2 separate regions of the Zea mays genome follow, and region 2 is linked to region 1. The links are chromatin contacts, called in public Hi-C maps. All regions are on one chromosome and are shown on one strand. The core of a region is the stretch at or near the end of the contact, and the rest is flanking DNA. Distances in the headings are between cores, read along the strand shown. Region 1 overlaps LOC541707 (bifunctional dihydrofolate reductase-thymidylate synthase). Region 2 holds the start of LOC100277340.

What was found. Hi-C and Micro-C count contacts between places; a contact is called where the count stands out from the background.
Region 2: a contact with region 1 is called in a Hi-C map of ear, with 2.8 times the contacts expected there. The contact joins the promoter of LOC100277340 here to the enhancer-like site in region 1. A contact is called at or near these places in 7 of 25 Hi-C or Micro-C datasets (bundle sheath, ear, leaf and 1 more).

What each region holds. Positions count from the first base shown.
Region 1 is chr2:227,781,018-227,786,195 of Zm-B73-REFERENCE-NAM-5.0, reverse strand. LOC541707 (bifunctional dihydrofolate reductase-thymidylate synthase) reads right to left here. Exons shown (of 12, transcript NM_001348567.1): 6 at 4,784-4,845; 7 at 4,456-4,530; 8 at 4,205-4,370; 9 at 3,903-4,026; 10 at 3,317-3,423; 11 at 3,110-3,222; 12 at 2,384-2,840. The coding sequence ends at 3,112. Among protein-coding and RNA genes, the nearest start is that of LOC541707, 12 kb to the right of the region's middle. Within about 2 kb of position 1,940, at least 5 of the 20 cell types and tissues checked have an H3K27ac peak or open chromatin away from gene starts, as enhancers often do. A contact at or near this core is called in ear, where this site is marked.
Region 2 is chr2:227,827,489-227,832,666 of Zm-B73-REFERENCE-NAM-5.0, reverse strand. LOC100277340 reads right to left here and starts at 3,166. Exons shown (of 7, transcript NM_001150934.2): 1 at 3,036-3,166; 2 at 2,902-2,942; 3 at 2,542-2,599. The coding sequence starts at 3,123. LOC100193256 (putative subtilase family protein) reads right to left here. Exons shown (of 10, transcript NM_001358698.1): 8 at 5,153-5,178; 9 at 4,850-5,021; 10 at 4,079-4,759. The coding sequence ends at 4,245.

The DNA of each region.
Region 1 (5,178 bases), core at 691-3,190:
AGGAGCCATTCCACATGCCATATAGACTGAAAAAGGGTCAAACTGATAGTCAAAAGAATTTCTTACCTAGCTTTAATTTGTATATGTAAAATTCTCAATAGACAGTTTAGTTATATATGCACCCGACGTATTCAAAGATGTTCCTAGGAGTCAATACCTCAGCCTTTAGTGCATCTAACAATGTCGTTAACCTCTCTTTAGCTGAATCTATATGACCGCGTATGAATAATCGAAGCAACAACCATAAAGAATTCAAATACACCTGAATGCATGAAAAATCATTCAGTTCTCCAAGCAATCTATGTTTAAAGTAAAATAACCAGCGATAGATGTAATACCCCTGCTGCCTCACAATATTTTTTCTCAAGTTCCTTCATCTCTATTGTGGCTGATGTAGGAACAATGCTCGCCCCATCGTGTTGAACTCCTCGGTGCGCTCGCTACCCTACTTGGCATGGTGTGCCGGCTTGCCACGCTCGGCATGGTGGTTGCCCTCCTCCAAGGCATGTGCTGAAAGAGCCAGCGGCGGCGGTAGCGCCCTCAGCCGCATCAATGAAGCTGAAGGGATGGTGGCCTGTGGTGGCGGTGGCACAAGTTGCTAGACGGTGAGGGCAAGGGGCGGGGGTGTTGTCGTCTGGTGTGTATCGTCATCGAGGAGGCCGAAGCCATCTTCGCAGGAGGCCATGTATGGCAGTTCGTGGCGGCTCTAGGGTTACGTTGTAGGATCCAATCTAGCCACGACCCATAGCGATAGAGCAGTGCGGAAGACCAGGCGCGCGAGGGGTGACTTTGTGGTGTAAGAGAGCGAGGATCGAGCGAGGTGGTGCATGGCAGAGCGTGTCGAGAGGTGGGCTCGAGCTGACGGCACTCGTATGGCAAGGGGGCGGTTAGGTTAGAGAGGGGTGCAGGGAAGAGGGATGGGATGAAGCGGGATGGATCGTAAGGGGAACAGGGAGACGACTAGAGATGGCAACGGGTACAAAACCGCTAGGTTTTGCCATCCCAAACCGGTACCCCATCGAGTTAGCGAGTACCCATGGGTTACTCGCGAGTTTCATCTCCAATATGTTTGTTCTTCTCATAATCAATAAGTATTGTAATGATTAATGAGATCATGGTCCAAAATTTATGTGATAAACCACGAGTTCATGATTTGATATAAAAATTATTAGTAGAGAGAATGAAATACAAATAATAAGTTGTATAATCAAGTAACCTTGCACTAAGTTATTCATCCACCACATATATAACGCTAGTAAAAACTATAATAGCAAGCAAGAAACACTCTCACCAACTATTTATACATTCACCATTTGATAAAAATTAGGAAGTAATAGGGAGATAACAAGTTTGTTGTTTGTTTATAAAATAAAATGACAATACGCATAAGGTTTGGTCGGGTTTAAAAAACCCATAGGTTCACGGGCTTGGGTACTGTAGAAACAATATGCAACTACTTTGTTTGCATGACCCTAATCTCACCACTTTGTTGAAGTTGATGAGGATATAATAGCTTAGGAGAAATATGTTTGGTAACATTGCTTTTGATATAACCTTGTTGCATCTGAGCAACACATGCTACATTATCGTCATAGATAATGGTAAGTGATTCAATGGAATGAATCCCACATGATGATTGAATATGATCAATCACCCTTCGAAACCAGACACATTCACGCGAGGCACAAAAGGTCGTTCTTTATTGAATAACATTGCTGATAACATATTTTGGAAAACTGAGAAATGAAAAATCGCGTCTTTCTTCATTGAATAAAGCAATGTATTTATACATGTTCTCAACCTAACAGGAGACACAGGCAAAGGTAGTGACCCTTCGCCCAGGAACCGAAGGAACGGGAACGTGCTTAAAAGCCACCTCCCTTGAAGCCCTGTAGACCGGAAGCAATAGAGTAACTGCTTATACTCTATAACAAGCGGCAGGGCGCCCAACCCAGCCTGTGCCTGCTCAATCCCCACTCCCCCAAGCGGCCAAGCCATCCATGGAACGTGTCTGGATTGGCAAGGCAGAAGTCGATGGTTGCTATATAAGCTCCGAATATCCACAGTGCTAGGAGCGATGGCAAAGGCTCATGGCTCCAGCCAAGAGGAACCAGGAATCCAGGCCTAACGAAACTTGATTTGAATTAAAAAAACAATGAAATGAAAGAGGGTCAACTCTACAAAACTCGCAGGGGTCGCATCGTACTACAATTTCCAACATCTTTGAGTTTAACTGACAGGACAGTTGCAGGATCACTTGAGACTTCACGCTCCAACCAAATCGTACACCGCCGCTGCAAGTGCAAGCGCTAGCCCGACTTCGGCAAGCACGGCGCTAGGCTTTCTGCCCCCCAGAAAGCACAAGAAAAACGCAACAGAATGTGTTCTCAAAACCCTACCAGCAAGTCGTTATCTTGTGACCAAACTGCAAAGTGAAATAGGCAATCAAACACCAAACAGTACGGGAGTTCTCCCAGGTACACGGCAACTTCGGTTACATAATTCTCACGAGGTACTGGACTGGCGCAATCGTCACAGCCTCATGGGGGCCGGCACACACCCAGTAGGCCCTTGCAACAGGGTATGCCTAGATCATCCCTCACACTCGCAATCGAGTAATCAACTGGCTCCAGATAAAAGGGAGCCGATTTTGTAGAGTTGACTTAAGCGACCATAGTACGCAAATCGCAACTGATAAATCAGAGAAAACGTCTCCCACTGAACATTCAGCACCATCACCAAAAACAAGCTAGTGCGGTGTCCGGTTAATTTTTATGTAGTACCAGTCCTACTGATTACATCCACCGAGTCCATAGGATGGGGGGCTCCAGCCAAGCCACCTGCAAAAATTAACAAAGCAAAGCGTGAAGCAACTATACCAAAATTTTGCTGCCTATATGCATCTAGTTCCACACTCTACAGTGACAAATCGATGAAAAGACCAGTGCATGACAACATGAAGCGTCCATGTAATTGACAGATAAAATTAATCCCAAAAATGCATACTAACGAGAACTAGAACTCTGTTTTGTACCGGCGAGCAAGCAAACTTGTAATGACAAAAGATAATGACAATCCATCAGGAGAAATGATAGGATATCTATATTACCATTACACTGCCATTTTCATCTCTATCTTCTGGTGGGGGTCATAGCCAACCAGCTTGAAGTCTGATGCCATAAAAGAATCTATATCCTTTTTTGAAGGATTTATCTTCAAAATCTGTGCATAAGGCCCACATAGAACTTAGAAGATGCATGGTCACAGAAAGTAAACAAAAAGAAACATCAAAACAGTTCTATTAGGAGTGGCTCACTGGAAATGGTTTAGGCATCTTCTGAATTTGCTCCTCCAGTGCTCGAACATGGTTTCTATAGACATGGGCATCCCCTATAACATGGACAAAATCTCCAGGAGAAAGATCTTGCAAGATTAAGACACAAAAGGTTAAAGTTAAGACACAAAGGGTTAGAGTTGAAAAACATGCTACTGGCTTCTATCAGTTAGGTACAAGAAACATCAGAAGAAAAGAAGGGACAAACAACATACAAAGATGGCATCACAAATTCTTGCAGCAAACAAATTATTCACAACTCGTTACAAAAATATCTACTCCCTCTGTTCTTTTTTATTTGTCGCGTTTTAGTACAAAAATGAACTAGCGGGCGACAAATATTCGAAAACATATAGCCCCGAGACTTGTGTGTGCGGTATGACAAATAACATGGAAGATTTATTGCTACACGTAAAAACGAAAATCAAAGTGCAGAATAAATGGTTCCAAATTAAATTAAGTCTAAACTAGAATACTGATATACAGTACAACCAATAAGGTTTGTATTAAGGTGCACAATAAACATTGGACTAAGGGGAAATATTAGAGTAAGGCATTTAAAACCTACCACAAACTTGAGCAATCATGTATGTCAGGAGAGAATATGATGCGATGTTGAATGGAACACCAAGCCCCATGTCTGCAGAGCGTTGATACATCTGGCAAGATAGCTCCCCATTTTCCACATAGAACTGGAAGGTGGATAGGTTGAATGCAAATGTTTTTAGTTGACAAAAAGATCAAAAATAAAATGCAAGCAATGTTAAAAACATAATTATCAAGAAAAAACTTATGTTCACCAGTCTACTGTAATTTAAAAGTAAAAAAAAACTAATTTCAACTTAAACCAAGCTGACAGATTATACTGACTTGTGCAAACATGTGGCAAGGAGGAAGAGCCATCTTCTTGAGATCTGAAGGATTCCACGCCGACAAAATTATTCGACGGTCGTCAGGATCATTCTTGATCTTGTCAATCACATCCATTAGCTGATCAAAACCTTTTCCCGTATAGTCAGCATGCATGTCAGTGTATCTGTCAAATATGTCTACTTTATCAAAAAATACATGAACAAAAGAAAAGAGACAACACGAGAAGAGAGGAGAGGAATGTAGCTTACTCAGCACCAAAGTGACGCCACTGAAATCCATAAATTGGACCTAAATCACCTTCCTCCCTGTGTGCCAAGCCAACACTAGAAAAGATGGCCAGGTGGATTAGATATCAAGAACAGAAAAAAAGGTAGATCCAGGGCCAAAGGCTCCCACATGAGTGGGGGGGTCTAGGGAAGGGATAAACCGAGGCAAGCTTTTCCCTCACAAATGTGGAGAGGCTAGTTCGAACCCACGACCTAGTGCCTTGCTCTCACTACTGCACAAGCCTGCCCTTCTTAGATATCAAGAACAGAGACATAGCTTGTTTGCAGCTTATATCCAATAGATAGATACCTGTTGAGATACTCTCTTGAAGCATTGCCATCCCAGATATGAATACCCTTCTCTTGCAAAACCTATAAATTGAAGGGTGTGTTCAGAAAACATGACCTTTAAAGAAATAGTTTAATCCACTCAGGATTTGGAGAACAATTTTGACATTTCCTTTTTCTCAAACATTCAGAAGAGCTGCACATCATTTCATTAAGGAAAAAAAGAGGGTACACAGGGAAAAGAATCCCCAAACAAAACACTGCACCGCATAAGCATGTGACCATGCGCATGCACTTAAAGAATTCTAACATTTGAAAAGGACCTAGTAAGTAGTAATGGTGGCTTTCTGCCCCCCAAAAAAAACTAAAAAGGTTGACATATGAACCAGACAGAAATGATACATGACCAGGGTACAA
Region 2 (5,178 bases), core at 1,917-4,416, 45 kb before region 1:
CTGATGGGACTTGGCGTTCGGAACGGCACCGGACAGTAGTGTGATATGGTGGTCGTGCGTGCGCGGTGGTGGTAGACCAGTTGGCTCGGCAAAGATCTGTTGGAACTCCATTAGGATGGCGTCGAGGAGGTCGCCATTCGTCGTCGCATTAAGTCACGGACTGGCCAGTTCAGGTGGTCGAAGTCCCACAACAGCGTTGCCAGCCATTGGGTGCCCAGCATGACATCGTATCCTGCGAGTGGCAGGACAAAGAAGTCGACGACGAATGACTGTTGGTCGATGTTGAACGTGGCGTGGCGATACATGCCGACGCAGGGCACGCGTTCGCCATTGGCGACCGTGACGGTCAGCTTGTCGCGTTGTTGTGGTAGAAGTCCATCATATTGCCGGCACGCTGTCTTCGGCGATGAAGTTGTGCGTGGACCCGGAGTCGAGCAAGGCGTAGAGGACAGCGCTGCCCATGGTGATGCGAACCTTCATGGTGGTCAAGGAGTGAACGTCGGCTATTGCGTGGAGGGAGATGAGAGGTGTGTCATCCGTGGCCTCTGGCTCGGTGGAGTCGTCCTCGTCTCCAACGTTGTCGAGGACCAATAAGAATAGGTGTGGGCACACTTTATTGTGTCCACGGCTGAACTTATCGTTGCAGTTGTAGCAAAGGCCGAGCTGGCGGCTTTCCTCCATCTCCGCCTGAGGGAGCTTCTTGACCGAGCGACCTTCAACGGTGATGGTGGTGATCGGGGGAACCGTCGTCGTCTTTGATATCGCCTGGGTGGCCCGTGGCCTGGGCAGGATACCATGGGCCACGACCCATTGTGGCATGGTCTGCGCTGCGATTTGTTCCCGGAGTTCAATCTTCCTTGTGAGGCTCATGGCGACGGACAAGGATTGGGGGTTGTGGATCTCGACGTCGAGGTTGAGCGGCGGTTGGAGGCCTGCAGTGAAGAGTTGGACACGTTGTGTCTCCATGAGATGGCCCACACGTGGCAGGAGGGCTTGAAAGCGGCCCTGGTAGTCCACCACCAGGCCCGTTCGGCGGCATGCAGCATGCTCGCCGAGCGGGTTTGAATGCAGGGGGGTTCAAAGCGCAGGTTCAGGAGTTCGAAGAAGCGGCGCCATGATGGAGTGCCCTCATCTTGGTGTATTTGGGTGAACCACAACTAGGCGAGGTCGTCGAGGTTGTAGGAGGCCATCCACACGCGTTCCTCGTCGATGATGCGTTGTTGATGGAAGTAGGACTCACATCGGTTACGGAACACCAATGTATCAGTTTTGCCATCATACTTTGGGAAGTCCAACTTCTGGAACCGCGGGGTCGATCCTTGTGATGATCACCGGTGTGTTATCCCTTCCCGCCCATCGCAGAGGACTCGACTCGGCGGTTCTACTGGAGTTCAGCGACCGAAAGCTTGAGGGATTCCACCGTTGCTACAAGGGATTGGATGATGGTGACTAGGTCGAATGTGTTGGGTTTCACCATAGCAACCATAGCAGAGGTTGATGAGGCTGCGTCGGATGGTGGTGAAGAGATGGATTTGGGTGGCGGAAGTGGTGGGGAGGATGGCATGGCCTCTGATACCAAGGTGTTATGGCGTGGCTGGGTGTCTAGGGTTGGTAGCAGTGGTGGCGCGCCCAAGCTGCATAGGGTGTAGCCGCTGGTAGAGGCAGGGCGAGGTTTTTCCCCTCTGCTCCCTATGTTGCTGGTAGAGAAGAGGAATAGGAGATAGATGAATTACTGCTTGATTCCATTACATGCATCATGTGGCTTATATAGTCCTTGATCTAACAAATTTTCCTAAAAACTCTCATTGATCTAACAAACTTTCCTAAAATATCTCCTAAAAACTCTCCTTATCTTATTTGCTAACAATTCTATCCTTATCTATTTGCTGAAAACTCTCAACAAACTCTACTTGGCCAATCACATCTTGATCTGGCCCATTACATCTTGACCGCGCCCCTGGTCTAGCCGGCGTCGTGCAAACGTCCGGCCCCACATGACACTTGTAACATCCTTGCCTACTATATATCAATTATTCAGTTACGGTAACAAACATGCTAGTAGACAGACTACATATATAATCGACCCAAGGACTAAAGTGCCTGGTAATCAAATAAATTGGTCCATGAATCAATAAATCAATGGACAACATGTGAAAATATCATGACTAAGAACCAAACTGGCGGACATGAGTGATATTTACAAGATCACATGTATGACACACAAGGCCATAATAAACATTGTCAAAAGAAGAATACTCCAGCTAATTCCATATCTATGAATCTACCACATGCACATACATCAGCATATGTTACGTGGTGTCACCTCATGATATCAGTAGCTGTAGATATGATAATATGGCCAATAGCTCACGTGTTCCATTGCAGTTCTTTCTTTATGCGTATAGTAAATGCAACATCTTTCTAAAAACCTCGGAGAGACAACATGGTGTGCAAGAAGTGAAATAGTACATGGTTAAAGGCTTGCCTACAGAAAACCTCGGAGAGACAACATGGTGTGCAAGTGGATTGCGATTTGCTTACCTACTCCCATCTCGCGAAGAATCTCCTCTTGTATTTCAGTGGTCACGGCCACAGCCTCCTACAAGGTGAGCAAAGCACAAACATACTGTAACTTTCACATACATGTCCAGGCCTTCACATGCAAATTTGGGCTAAATGGACCGGATAATCGCTTCACAACGCCCCACATTACAAGGTCCAAGCTAAAAAATTTAAGTAAACCAAGGCAATCGCACTGTGTAATTGAAACGTCAGGCTAATCCGACAAAGATGTGGCCAGGCAGAAAACCTAACATTTCAAGAACCGCCACCCAACGAGCCCCATCCCCCAAAAGTGACAGGGAACGCTGAAATGGCGGGCGTGTTGCGCGGGCTTCGCACCTGCTTGTCCCTGACGGCGTCGGCAATCCGCTGCTTGACCTCTGGAACGCGGGGACAGGGAACGAAGATTAGGGGAAACCGGATAGGCGGAGGATGGGGAGCGAACCGGAAACGCGGCGGAGACGGGGACCGACCGGGGAGGGAGGTGACGAAGGAGAAGCGGGAGAAGAGGTGGAGCAGCTGCTCCCTCGTCATCATGGTCTCGCCGCCGGCCGCCGCCATGTCCGTTGCCAGCTGCCCAGCTGCCGCGCCCCCTTCCAGCACCAGCAGCCTGGTGGTTCTGGTTCGAGTGGTGCGTGTGTCTCTATTCGTATCTTTGGAAGGAAAGAGTGGACAAATGGCGCTCGTTAAATGATGAATCTGGCAAAAATAAATATGGGCCGTTTGTGGTCGGGGCTCCTGTCGACAACATTAGGGGTGGGCACTTTTTTATCATAAACCGAAAATCGAACCGAACCGAATTGAAATTTCGGTTTTTTCGGTAGTTCGGTTCGGTTTTTGTATTTAAGAAGTTCGGTTTGCGGTATCGTAATCGGCTTTTCCCGTATACCGGACCGAAATACCAAAAAAACCGAATACCAAATTTTATCAATTCTCAAATTTAACTATTCGATTATGTGAACTAAATGTGTGATACAACTAAATTGTTATTCACTTGTTTGTATGTGATGTATGATGTATCTCTAAATATTTGTATCTATATAATTTTTACTTTTTAAAATTACGTGTAATGTATCATGTAAACTTATTGTAAGTATTGTCTTGAGTATAAGTTTGGTATTCGGTTTTTACCGAAAAACCGAAACCGAACTACTCGGTTTTTCATTTTCTAGAAAACCGATCGGTTTCTAATGTCTAAAAAACCAAAGTTTTTTAAAACCAAAAAACCGAACCAAAGTTTAGAAAAAAAACCAAATGCCCAGCCCTAGACAACATGGGCTGCGAGGGTGAGGCTGCATCCAACGGGACTCACTTGAATGTGGATTACGAATGTGTGCACACAAATCCACATAAAACTTGTTTGTATTTGCAACGAAGCATGCAAGCAAATAGGAGAGTGCCCATGTATGAATTACAGACAAAACTATCATCGATCGGGTCTCTCGCTCAATAATTATGCTTTGTAATGAATTCTAGGCTGAGCCTCATAGTTTATTTGAACTGTATAAACTGCATAAAGGCACAAGATCAGCTGGGAGCGCCTTGTTGCTTGCAAATAAATTGGCAACATAAGTTCAGTTTTGACACGTTGTTCAGTGTTCACACACAGTGACACAGTGTCGCATATATGGACGATCATCGAGACGGTGTTCTTCTTTGACAGACACATCGTTCAGTGTTCATCATCGAGACACATCGGCGACGAAGTCCCGGACGACGGTCCGAACGGCGACGGGGATCCTTACCGAGTGCCGCTTGGCGTCGTCCAGCCACGTCAGGCTCCCAAACGCGTAGCCGCCCTGCACTCTCTGCTTCGCCACGAACGTCACCTTGAACGTGGCGTTCCTGACGCCGCCTCTCTCGAAGGCGATCACCGGCGGCGCCACGTCCATCGCCACGCCGGCCGGCGCCTCGACCACGGCCCGGTACGTCGCCTCCACCGGCCCGACGTTGGTGACGGTGCGCGAGACCGTGACGGAGTCGTACATGAGGTTGGGCACGGCGATGGACGGGAGGTTGAGGCGGTCGACGCGGTCGTCCAAGCTTTTGTACTCCTCCGGCTGGATGTCGTACACTAGGCCGGGGTCCATGGCCCTGTCCGGCGCTATGAGGCCGCCGCCCATGTCGAAGGCGTCGGCCGGTTTCCTTTGCACCGAGTTGGCTTGGATTGGCAGGCCGAATCGATCGGTCACCGACGCTGAAGCGCAGATGCGTATAGCATAGATTGTTAGCAATAATTGATCGATCTCTGCTTGAATTTAATTTTATATAATTATATGTGCTTTACCTGTGGTAACAATGGCAGACTTGATCATGGCAGGTGACCAGTCCGGGTGAACCGACTTGAGCAAGGCGACGACTGCGGAGACATGAGGGCATGCCATGGATGTCCCAGACAGGAGCACGTACGAGTCACGCTTGGCTGCCAAGATGCTCACTCCAGGGGCAGCTATGTCGGGCTGTCGTCCGTCGTCCAAACAGAGACACGTTGTGATATATAAGTACATTGATTCATGAAGATGAATGTGTGTACCTCATCATGTGTAACAGCTAGCTAGCAGAGATCATCAAATACACATGCATACTTCACCTTGAGCACGGAGGGGAACTCTGCGC